Regions from separate parts of the Bombyx mori genome. Here region 1 is linked to region 2. Evidence: chromatin contacts called from public Hi-C data. All regions are on one chromosome and are shown on one strand. The core of a region is the stretch at or near the end of the contact, and the rest is flanking DNA. Distances in the headings are between cores, read along the strand shown. Region 1 holds the start of LOC101741082 (bifunctional purine biosynthesis protein ATIC). Region 2 holds the start of LOC101739425 (protein PET100 homolog, mitochondrial).

Region 1 (5,954 bases), core at 1,790-4,289, 280 kb after region 2:
ATTAAAAAGGTGAGATAAAAGGGTGAAAAGCTGTATTGGTTATATATTATGAATTGGATATTTAATAATATATTATTATATATTATTAGGCTTATTTTATCTAATGGTAGTAAAGAATCCTTGAGGTTAAAAGCATATTATGAAACATGATGTCAGTTCTCTTATTTCAACTTTTTTAATTGAAAAGAAAAAAACGAAAATTGGAATTAATTACTATAAAAACATTAAGAACTGTGTTGTAGCTTGGACACAAACCCTGACTGTGGCTTCTGTGTTACAAGTATAAAAAAATATTTTAAAAATATCTATAATTTCAGATTCACATTTCAAATTTTACATCACAATTGCAATTCAGTACACTTTATGAGATTACATTTGCACTAAAGTATTTTCTACATTGCATGAGCTAGATTTTAACTTGAAACCTCTTGACACTTAGAAATTTCAGGGTTCTATTGTGTTTGAGTTTGATCCAACAATAAACTAAGACTTTTTGTAATGTTAGTCAGTCTCAACTTTACTTTTGGTTACTTGTTACTGCTTAAAGTAATAAATTCAATAGTACTAATTGAGTAGTTGCAAACAATTTTATAAAATGATAGAAAACTTAATAGGATAATAATATAATCAAATAATTTTGACCCACACAAAATTTTAATGCCATCCCTAGATGTGAACAGTTTTATCTTGCTTAGTGGGTAAACAAGGTCTTAGCCCACAGGGTGTTGGGTGGTTAATAGAGCCATCATCAACGTAAATGCTACCACCCACCTTAAGACATAAGCTCTAAGTCTGTTTTATAATACAACACTAGTACACATTAGAAATAGGTAGGGTGGTGTTACCTACATGTGTATGTGGGCTGACAAGACACCCTAGCACTAATATAATGCTGTAACGTTAAAAAAGCAATTTCAGATTTAATTAGTTTTACTCTCTAATAATCCACAATGATTATTAAAACTATCAAGTTATGATAAAACAAAAACAATTCAATATGCCTACCCATCTTTGTATGGACACTGAGTGAAAACTTGGCTCAATGTACTAGCAATCCTTACAGTATAACCCCAATAAACACCTGTCTCTGCCCTTGGTGTTGTTAAACTAACAATCTTCCCTTTTAGTTTCTTGCCATTTTTTAATGCAGGCAGCATTCTAACTGTAACTCTCATACCAGGATTTAGTAATTTATCAGTTGATACATCCTGCAACAATCCAACATTCACTTGCGATCCTTTACCGGGTTTCACTTTCTTATTCATAGTAATGCCTTCCCTGAAAAGTTTAAAGTTCACTTAACTATAAAAATTAGAACAAAAACTATTACTGTTCATTTGACAAATATAAATAAGTATTTATTAACAATCACGCCACATTTACTGGTCCCGTGTTAAGTTCATAAAGGACTTGTGTTACAGGTACAAGATAACGGAAACAAATGTAAGATTTTTTTCATACACGTACATATATTTAATATACATCAATAACCCTGGAAAAGACATTTTATATTTATCATACAAATATCTTCCCTTGGCGGGTTTCGAACCCGCGACCCCCTTGTGTAGTGACCATGTCACTTACCACTTCACCAGACGTCCATCATACATCATATAAACATACCTGAATTTAAAATCATTTGTCTGTCTCAAATGATGTGGAGCATCCAATGGATTGAGTAGACCTGCAAACTGGAGATCTTTATGTATTGGAAAAAAGTGCTTTCTTAAGTATTGTGGACATTCCAAGTACTGGAGTATACGTGCTAACTGTACACAACTCTTTCTAGCCACTTTCACACCATCAGAATCCTCTAATTTAGATTTTTTTGTATTTAATTTTTCACCTATGTCATCATAGACTATTACTTCATCGACGCAAAAGACACAGGCCGCCCTGGCTATTTGTCCAGCAAGATAAGTACGTAGCTCTGCAGATTGAGCATTTTCTAATATAGAACTGGGGACAGCTATACTAACAGTAGAAATTTCTAAACACTTCTTCTCGCGCTCTTCTTCTTCTTTAGCCTTATCTTGGACTTCCTTTTCCAAGGCAACCCTTTTCTCGCGTTTGATAATTTTCTCTTCGTTACGCTTGCGTTTTAGTGACTTCCTTTCTTTGTTTATTTCACGCCAACTCTTGCCTGGAGGTTTAGTATCTACTAGTTCAGACATACCTTCTATTAAAGTTAGTTATTTTAAACTAAAATTAACATATCTCGCTACGCTATCTTCAGAACAAGCGTTCTGTTTTGATTGGAATATTGTTTTTTCCAGAGTGGATACAGGCTCTAATGAATTTTACTTATTTAGTTAACCTATATTAACATTCACAATGTTTCTTGATCGGGCTTCAGACAAACTTTTTTTTACAAAGTTCACGTGGGTTCACATTATTATTTATTCACAAAATGACAGTAGTTCCATTTTTCCAAGTGAATAGGCGAAGGTATCACACCATACATCCTAATCTTATATCTTATCATAATTATCTTTCATGAAAAATGATATGGAGCGAAATAAAATGAATTTATTTAATTCCATACCTTAATCGATTGAGATGTAATTAAATGAAATGAAATGAGATAATATGGGATGAAATATAATCTCAATAAAATGCGGCTATTTACTGAGAGTTTTTCAATGGACTTTTTGGAAGGTTCTGAGAAGCTACGTACAGCGGCTTTGTTTCATTTTCCCACATTTTCGCAAATACTACACAGTTAATAAATCACCGTTATACACATTTAAATCGCCACTGAAAAAGTCTCAGTGCTTGACCACCATTTTACTGATATTATATTTCATCCCATATCATCTCATCTCATTTCATTTCATGCCATGTTTCTTAATAATCAACTTCATCTCATTTCATAATATCATTTTTATCTTAAAAAGTTTTCATTTTAATTAAAATAAGACTTGACCTAAATATCTTCGTTACCAGGTCATAAAATCCCTTAAAAAAACTGAACTTAATTTGTGTTTACGTCTTCTTTCAGAGAATATATAGAGCAGACAAGGCTGTATGGGCTTAGATCCCCTTGCCTTTCCTAACAAGGAAAAATTGTACCAAAAAAAAAATGTTTCCGTCTTCCTCTGCTGATTTAATTTTGTTTTTTTTATTTCTATTTTTTGTTTATTGAGCTGTGAAGCAATACATTGCTTAATCCCTATTCAGCAAAAAAAAAAAAACAGTTCTTCGTTCAGTTACTGATGTTAAAAACCTTATAAGATATATTTAATTTCATTGTTTATATTTTAAAGAAATATATCAAAACTCAGGTTAGTTCGAAATATTTGTGTACCTAATTAGGTATACACATGTTGTGATTTGGATATGTTTAATTTTGTAAACACTTGACCAAATAGATTTAATTATTGTAAACTGATTCTGGAAAATAACTTAAACTTCTGTGATAATACATAATCAGCATCGGGCTCGGTTTGAAGGACTACCTGAGTTGTTAGGTTAGCTGCTGGTTAGGTTTAGCTAACTGCGGACCACCTTAGAGAGTAATTTCTGTTAACCAAGTTTTCTTTTTCCTACCTACGCTGATAGCTTTGAGAGGCTATGTCAGCATAACCTAACAAGGTTAACCAAATGAGAGCTAGTCTAACTTATATTAATTTCAAATAAGTGTTAATTTTGGCCAGAAGCAAACACTAGTTTTACCCAGTCTGTGACCATAGAAAGTAAAGTAGTCAAAATGTCAGTAAAAGTATAATGACAATAAAAATGTGAGATTAAACCCTAAAATAGTTTCAATTACAGTTACAACTTATGAAAACTGATGAATACTAGATTTCTTACTATTTATTCCATTGCAACATCCTGAGGTGTTGATTGTGCTCAGTGTTCCAAATAGGAATATCATGGTGCAACACGTCCCAAACTTGTCACTGGTTCAAACTGTAAGAACTAATGTACTCAGATTTGCTGCCTTGTCACTATTCACACACCAGGCTAATAATATATCAAGCTATCATAATGTTAATAATAAATAAATAAATATCACCAATCTTAGCACGGTGGGATTAATTGAACTTATGTTGAGAAAAAGGTGTAACTTTCTAATATAACATTACTTTTGGTTTATTTTACTGTAATAATATAATAAAATATGTGTATAGTAAGTACATTTTCTTGAACATCAATAAAATAATAAAAACTAATTCCTTCACTTGTAGATTCTATTGAAATTTCTTCACTTAACTATCTATCATTCTATGATTACTGGTGAAAGGGCTTTGTGTAATCCAACCTACTTAGGTTGGACTACAGTCCTGCACATAATCTATTCATAACCATTAATATAATAATAATCATACATTTGATGCCTTATTTTTTCCAAGCAACCATTCAATTCACATTCCCATTTAGGGATTCAAAGACTGTTACTGACTCCACCATAAAACAATGTTAAATAATTATGTTACCTTTGTAACATTGACCTTTGCCTCTGTCATGGAACTAATTTGAATATTACGAAATTTAAACACTGAACTCATCACATAAAAATATTATCTATTTCACGTCACAGTTTGGCTATGATTCAACTAGGTTGACCATTAGATTGTCATAGCATTAAATAATTGTTAATAATACATACTTATAATATACTTTGTTTAAAATATACTTTTCTAAGAAACGATTTCAATAGGTTTTAAACGTAATTGTATGCCGTGGTTTAGCTGTGCCCCAGAATTGCTATCTTTGTTTTTTTTTTCTACCTATATGCTGGTAGCATAAGGGGCTATTCCAGTTACATGTGGACCGGTAGGTGAGGCTCGACCTGAGTGAATTGGTCAACACTAGCCCTAGCTAGAGCAGTGCTTTGCAGAATCTACCACCAGCATGTAATCGTAAGTCAATGAGCGACGGTGACCACTCAACATCACGGGGTCATATGCCAACAAAGACACAGAAAATAAGGCACTTACTTGCTAGTACTTGTACAAGTATACAAAAATATATTTAAAAAAAAGATAATTATTTTTGTTTACTCATTTTTATCATATGATTTACGTCCAAGATAATTGACTTGTTTTGAATTGCGTTTTGTTGTTTCCATATAAATAGGCAATATCTTGATTGTTTTCATCATAGCTTTCTGTTTCTGTCGCAATAGGGTTGTCTTTGTCACTAGCATTATTCTAAAATATGATTTCGACTTGTATGTATTGCCTGGCTATAAGGAACAAGGATTCCACATGACCACGACAGCTCTGTCAAGAGTAACCGACAACGTGTTGCCTGGTGCAGAGGGGTCCCTTTTCATCATAGTGCACATTTTGAGTTTTCTCTCTCCAGAGTCTTAACAGTTACAGATGCCTACATGAATACTATAATACTCAAAAACGGTAGTATTTTTCTAAGTATAATTTAAAATGAAACTGAGAATTCTGATAAAATAAATTTCACAACCCTGCGACTATTACGAATAAAATTAATATTTTGTTATCAGGAACCCCTGGATGAGGTCAAGAATATCTCTGACTACAATAACCGCTTATCGCCCCCAGTCAACCCAAGTTCAAGTCAGTTACACAGTAGTGCTTGAGCAAACAGAACATGGCGTCAAATGGAAAACTAGGTAGTATTTTTTTATATATTATATTACAGATTTTAGCAATGGTAAAATATGTGACGGAATTTTTCATTACCTACCTTTCCTTAAATTAAATTTTAATACAATTATTGTTTCGCATATTAAACACTTGGCATAAAGTGGTTATTGGACCCCTTATGTATATATCAGAGTCGCCACCAAAAACGCTGCTGACTATCCCACTTTTAAAATTTTAAGGCGTAAAACCTAGGCTAATGTAAACGGTCATTACCCTATATTACTAATTCCTTTTACGTATTTTTTTAAGGGGTTTCAGTTTTGTTTAAAAGTCTTTTAGTGGTTTTGATTCTTACCGTCGATAAACACGAATTGATAGGTTGCC
Region 2 (6,089 bases), core at 3,322-5,821:
TTATGCCAATTATTTATTGGCATAAAATCGCAATACGTGCAATCGTTAATCAAAAACAGTAAGTACAAGGAAGAGAGTCCCGTGTGTTAATTTAGCATTTGCAAAAACAGTTAATTCGATTATAACTCAGAATAACAATGTTGTGCAAATTGCATTCTACCTAATTCCAACCACGAAACCGCAGTGAAGAGTTTTCTGATTTGATTCGTTTTGTAGTGGCAAAGTGGTACCTATTGTCGTAGACGTTGAATTAATTTGTAACTGGATTAACTTTGACTTTATTAGAAGATCCGGCGAAAAACTCAATGGGCTGTGACTGAGTGCTAATTTGCTCGCCGAACGCTTTTTCGCAAGTGACTGCTTCGACGAGAACGATGACCGGTGCTTGTGGTACCTAAAAGCACCATGCTTCCCGAATCCTGATCACACAGGAGCTAGTCACCGTCGACGCCCTAGATACGACCTTACGGATCCATCAGATCCAATAACTTTTGCACTAGACGCCTTCAGCTCTAACGCTAGGAACAGGCTTAGGAACCACGGTAACCCTAATCGTCGAACTCGGCAAATAGTTCAACGTGCAATCTAACCCATGCATCAGCACATTGAGTTTCTAGCCGGATCTTCTCAGCGGATCGCGATTCTGATCCGGTAGTAAATTCATTCGCGAAGCAGCTGTCTTTGAGTTGTTAGGTCTTCTTTGGAAGTGCTCAGGCAGCTGTTATCAAATCCCACCCTTTCTGGCTGAGCCTTTGCTCACCCACCTGTCCTGGTGAAACTGGAGAGACCACCAGTAATCCTTCCTTCATAAAAAATAAATAAAAGCACCGATAGTGGATCGGAAGGATCTGAAATGACGTGCTTAGGGCGACGGGGATTGTTTACCACTGTGACCTCTGCGAATGGTAAATTACCGTTCGCAAAGGTTGAATGATGGATGTACTAAATTAGTAAAACGAGGTAGCAGAGATAACTGTTTAGACTACAATCACACACCTATTATGCTTTGGGTTTGTGATTTCCGGCTACGTAACTACAGTCACATTTTGGATTCATAAAAAATATATGAAGAACAAAAAAAAATAGTTTGTTGTGTGAGATAACAATAATTAGGGTGCACTATTGAACGTTAGCAATAGGTACTGTTTCGACCTAAAATTATATAGGTATTAGGTAATCTATGCCCAAATGCTACATCGTATTTTATTCACAAAATAAGACGTAATTTAAGAACCCAAATTATCTAAACTTGTTCAATACACGTAAAAAAAAATTTTTTGTTGTTTTTCGGTTGCATTCCTGTATGGAGCAGTTGTTACAAAGAGAGGAAATTATTGTGGAAGGTAACCACAAGCAATTTAACTGCCTGCCACTCATTACTAAGGGAAATGTAATTTTGTTGGTTTAAAATAATAACACATTGATTTTACGTCTAGTATAGTAGTGGTAGGTACATTTTTATTTAAGACTTTTAACAAACGCACAGACAAGATTTTAGCGGAAATTGATTGTATCATATGGATCTCATAGACAGATATGAAATTTTCTTCCAACCGGCACTGAGGCTGCGCTTGCACAGCCTTTCTTCCAATCCTTAACTACGCCAATTCAGATAATCTTGATCGTGCCGAAAAACAATTTGATAAACCTAAGCGCCTACAAAACGTCAGTATCAAATTCGTTTTTGTTTACTTAGCTATGATTGATTAAATATGATCATATCATAGACCTATATAGTAGGGACACGACATATTGTTCTATACAATACAGTACAATTGCTTATATAAATAGCACCCATTTTGAAGGCACATACATAAACATATATCTATCTCGTTCTTACTCAGCACTTTAACTCGCAGGAAAACAATATAACAGTATTTCAGTGCGTACATAAAATGAAACATGAATATACGTAAATGTCTCCGTCATAGATTATACACTTAATATATTAGAGAGTCTCCGTCTCCGTCTAATGAGGCCGAAAATCCGCCATGTTTAGCGCGCCAAATGTCATTGTCACGTCAGTTCGGCCGTCTGTTTTGGGTTGTACATTATTTATTGACTTTGATATCGGTTTAATATGATTGCTTATATAAAATTTCTTATTTTATCATGCTTAAAACATACAAAAATAATAATTAAAACATATTTTATAGGATCTCAAGAAAGTCGTCGGAACTATTTAAATAAAATAGTTTTATAACACTATTGTCAACTCGTTAAATATTTAATAATTAAGTGATTTTAGAGAGGAAGTCACAAGGAATGACGTTTGTAATTTTATTAACGCATAAATGTTCTGTAGGTGTTTTTTTTTATCAGGCGATCCCTTGATAAGTTTAAAATTTGAATCACTCTCAAGTGAGAGTGAATGGTGCGGCGTACCTTCCTTGAGGTGCGCTGCGGTAGTGTGCTACGGACTTTAGGTCAGCAAAAATTAAAATAGATTGTAATAGTCTAAGAAAAACACGTACTCAAAATACGATAACATTCAGCATGCTAGAAATGGGCAGATGGCACTGTACTACGCCATATCTTTATGTTTTGCGGCAAACGACAACTTTATAAAATCAGTGTAGCAAATTTTAAAAATCGTCATATCGTTTACTTGGCAAATTTGAAGCACGAACTCGTCTTAGATTTCACATAATATCTAAATCACATCATCTTTGCACATAACAATATACTTACTTCCTATTAAAGTATAAATTCTACAAATACATTCACTCAACAATATTTAAATTAAAATGAGCCAAGAACGTTTATCGATAAAACCTACTAACATTAAAATCTTCTGGGCAGCACTAAAACCGCCATGTTTTGTGGCCAGATGACGTCACAGTGGCACGAATTTTTCATTTCCATAGGTTTCCTACTTCAGTGAATCATATAGGTATATGAATTCCGTTCTTAAGTCAAGTGGTTGACAATTTACCTTCGTCGTTATATGTACTTATATTCTTTCTTTACTAAATTGTAATATATTTTACCCTCCATTCCCCAAACACATCTCAAGGAACCTTTCGAGGCCCTTTGTGATTCTGTGAGATCATCAGATTCCTAAACATTCTTCAACATTGTTTGATCGTTCATTCACCATCCAAGCGATTAACAAGGTCAATTGCGTTTTGGTGTACAAGAAAGTATATTCTCTCTCTGCATTCTCTTAGGCTATGTGTAGTATTATTAGTTGAAGGAATTACATATATAAATTTTATTAATATCTTATAAGCCACACGATTTAACGAGTAAAACTAAAACTTCAGACGTACTCGTAATTATGGCATTAATTTATGGTGAAATTATGTATTTCCATAATTATAGGTAGGGATTGTATAATTAATTAGTTCAACTACTGTGATAGCTACCGTAGTTGCCTATAATTATCACATGTGAAATCCAATCAACAATAATTAGGTAATAATACTTTTTGGTGCGAACGCAAGGAGCAGAGTTGGATGAATTGTTTTATTTTGTTAATTTAATGTTTCTTCGTGTTTAAATGTATAATAACGGTAATTTAGTGTTTATTATCTACAAAAGTGCACAAATGTGGGAAAATGAACCAAAGCCGCTGAACGTAACTTCTGGCATCTTTCAAAAAGTCCACTGAAAAAGTTTCAGTAACTATCGAACATTTTACTAGGAGTTTATTTCTACCCATATCATCTCGTTCCATTTAATTTCATCCCAATTTATTAATGTCATAAAATAATCAACTTCATTTCATTTTGGTCCTTAACATATATACATAAAAAAGAATATGAAAAAGATAAAGCTGTATGGTTTGAAACTATCGCCTTTCCAGTTAGACATCTCAAATATTAAGTGTATTATCTATGGTGTGACATATCTTTAATGCCGGTTGTACACACTCGTCAAGTCGAGACACCCCGAAGCAGACCGAGAGCGAGTGTGTACAATGTACATGGTGCTCTTGTCTTGTCTCGCTCTGTCGCGTCTTGCCTCACTTATCCGCGGTTGCTTGTCGGTTTTTTGCGCCCGAATCAAAGGAACTCGTGGGGTCTCGCGAAGCAAACGAGAGCTATCATGTACACACTTGCTTATTCAGTATTATCGTTAAGTTTTAAGTTTAAACTTATTTTTACTAGTGGGGGACCTCTAGTGAGTCTGCAGGGGTAGGTACCACCACCCTGCCTATTTCTGCCGTAAAGCAGTAATGCGTTTCGGTTTGAAGAGCGGGGCAACTGAGTGAGACCTTAGATCTTATATCTCACGCCCACGCACATTACGTTGTAGTTGTCTATGAGCTCCGGTAACCACTTAATACCAGGTGGCCTGTGAACACCCATCTGAGCCATAATATATACGGTGCATAGTAACTATCCAACATCTTCTTCGCCATGGATTATTTAAGTTTTTTCTTTTTGTGGTAAATTTGTAAATAATTATAATACGAGCACAAAGAAAAACAGCAGCAGCAAGTTCTACGTCTATGTGTACAGGAACGCTCTCGTCGAGGGCCATATCGCCCGAGACTCGGCGAGTGTGTACAGCCGCCATAAATACGTAGACTCATAAACTTTGAAAATGCGTGATACCATAAAAAAAAAAAAAAAAAACTTGGAGTATATTATAATAATCTGTGGATGTGATAAATTGCGATAAGATATTTATTAGAGAAAAATCTAAATACAACAATCTAAGTTCTGAGAATCTGAAAATAAATTTTTAAACTATGGGTAATTGGAAACTAGAAGTGGGTAGGATGGCTATGTACACATCATTTCCTGTTGGATTGTTCTTTTTTTTCAACCAACCAAAATATTTTGAAGAATGGGTAACAAATACAAAAAGACAAATCTTCCCACCAGAAAACCAACATGATAGAGAAGCGATTCAAAAATTAATACAGGATATGAGGAAGAAACAAATGCAAAGTCTGGAATCCAAGTGAACCAAGTTTATAAATAATATAATTTAGTTTTTGTTGTCAAACGTTATTAAATACATTATGTACTTTAATTATTACTATTATTTCATTACTATTTCAATGAATTGAAGGTAACGAAATTCATACTACAGTGTGTATTAAGGAAGCTTATTCAATTTGGATTCATCAGGTAATTTTACAGATGGATCAACAAGCTTATCGCTCACCTGGTCTTAAATGCTTATAAAGGCCCATAGACATCATAATGTCAAATCTAAGGCTCCCTTCTACAACAGTAAACTCACCCTTAAAACTAGAACATTATTAACTGTACTAAGTATGTGACATATTATTATTGTGTTATTCCTTCATTATGGAAATCATTCATGAATAACTTTAGTTTAAAGTGTTTATTTTGCGATATTGCTAAAAAATTATATTCATAATATAATCTGGTGGCTGTTCCATATCAACTTGCTGTTAATTATTGTTCCAGAATAGCTCACATCTTATTGTTAAATTCAGTGTTTTTTTGTGAACATTACCTTACATTTGGTTTGGGCAGGATTGACCAATAATTCATTAGTAGTGTATCATCTCCAAAACTAATAACACTATTTCAGTAAGATCACGGGTGTTTTTGACTGTCTCTTCATGGTTATTGTAGTATGTGCATGTTAAGCGAAAACAAGATGATCATTTGGCTCAAAGACCCTGAGTTTGAAAGTAGATAGTAATGTGAGAAGGTGGAGGTATAAAATGCCATGGACTGTGTTAAAGAGTATGATAGACCTGAATGGAAGATGAGGACACATTGCATTGACCCCAAAAAGAAGGTAGCCTATTATTTTGTGTGGTAATAATACTCACCTAGGTTAGTGACACTTTGCATTCAGTGTACTAATAAAATGTCTTACAAAATTGTTTGACTTTGCTACCACTGGCCACTGCTCAGCTAGCTTGTCTTCAATTTTAAGCATTTTTTCTGTATCTTGATATCAATCATACTGCTGGTAGGGTACCTTGTGTAGCTTTCACCAGTTAGCCTATTTCTCCTAAGGAGCTGTCTACACAATTCAAACTTACACCTTGTGTCATGGAAACATATAATTTAATGTTTATCGGCTCTGATAACCACCCATATGCACAACTACTGAAGTTATGTCCATAGGGCCTTTATTAATTATTTAATAAA

The links. A called contact is a pair of places that touch in the nucleus more often than the background predicts.
Region 1: a Hi-C map of posterior silk gland shows a contact between it and region 2, with 2.4 times the contacts expected there. The contact joins the promoter of LOC101741082 here to the promoter of LOC101739425 in region 2. A contact is called at or near these places in 2 of 7 Hi-C or Micro-C datasets (middle silk gland and posterior silk gland).

Annotation. Positions count from the first base shown.
Region 1 is chr9:10,863,904-10,869,857 of ASM3026992v2, forward strand. LOC101741082 (bifunctional purine biosynthesis protein ATIC) reads left to right here and starts at 3,040. Exons shown (of 11, transcript XM_004931060.4): 1 at 3,040-3,284; 2 at 5,468-5,596. The coding sequence starts at 5,575. LOC101741225 (putative methyltransferase C9orf114) reads right to left here and starts at 2,439. Exons shown (of 3, transcript XM_004931061.4): 1 at 1,624-2,439; 2 at 1,006-1,278. The coding sequence starts at 2,174.
Region 2 is chr9:10,577,442-10,583,530 of ASM3026992v2, forward strand. LOC101739425 (protein PET100 homolog, mitochondrial) reads left to right here and starts at 4,572. Exons shown (of 1, transcript XM_004931047.5): 1 at 4,572-4,986. The coding sequence starts at 4,700. The coding sequence ends at 4,918.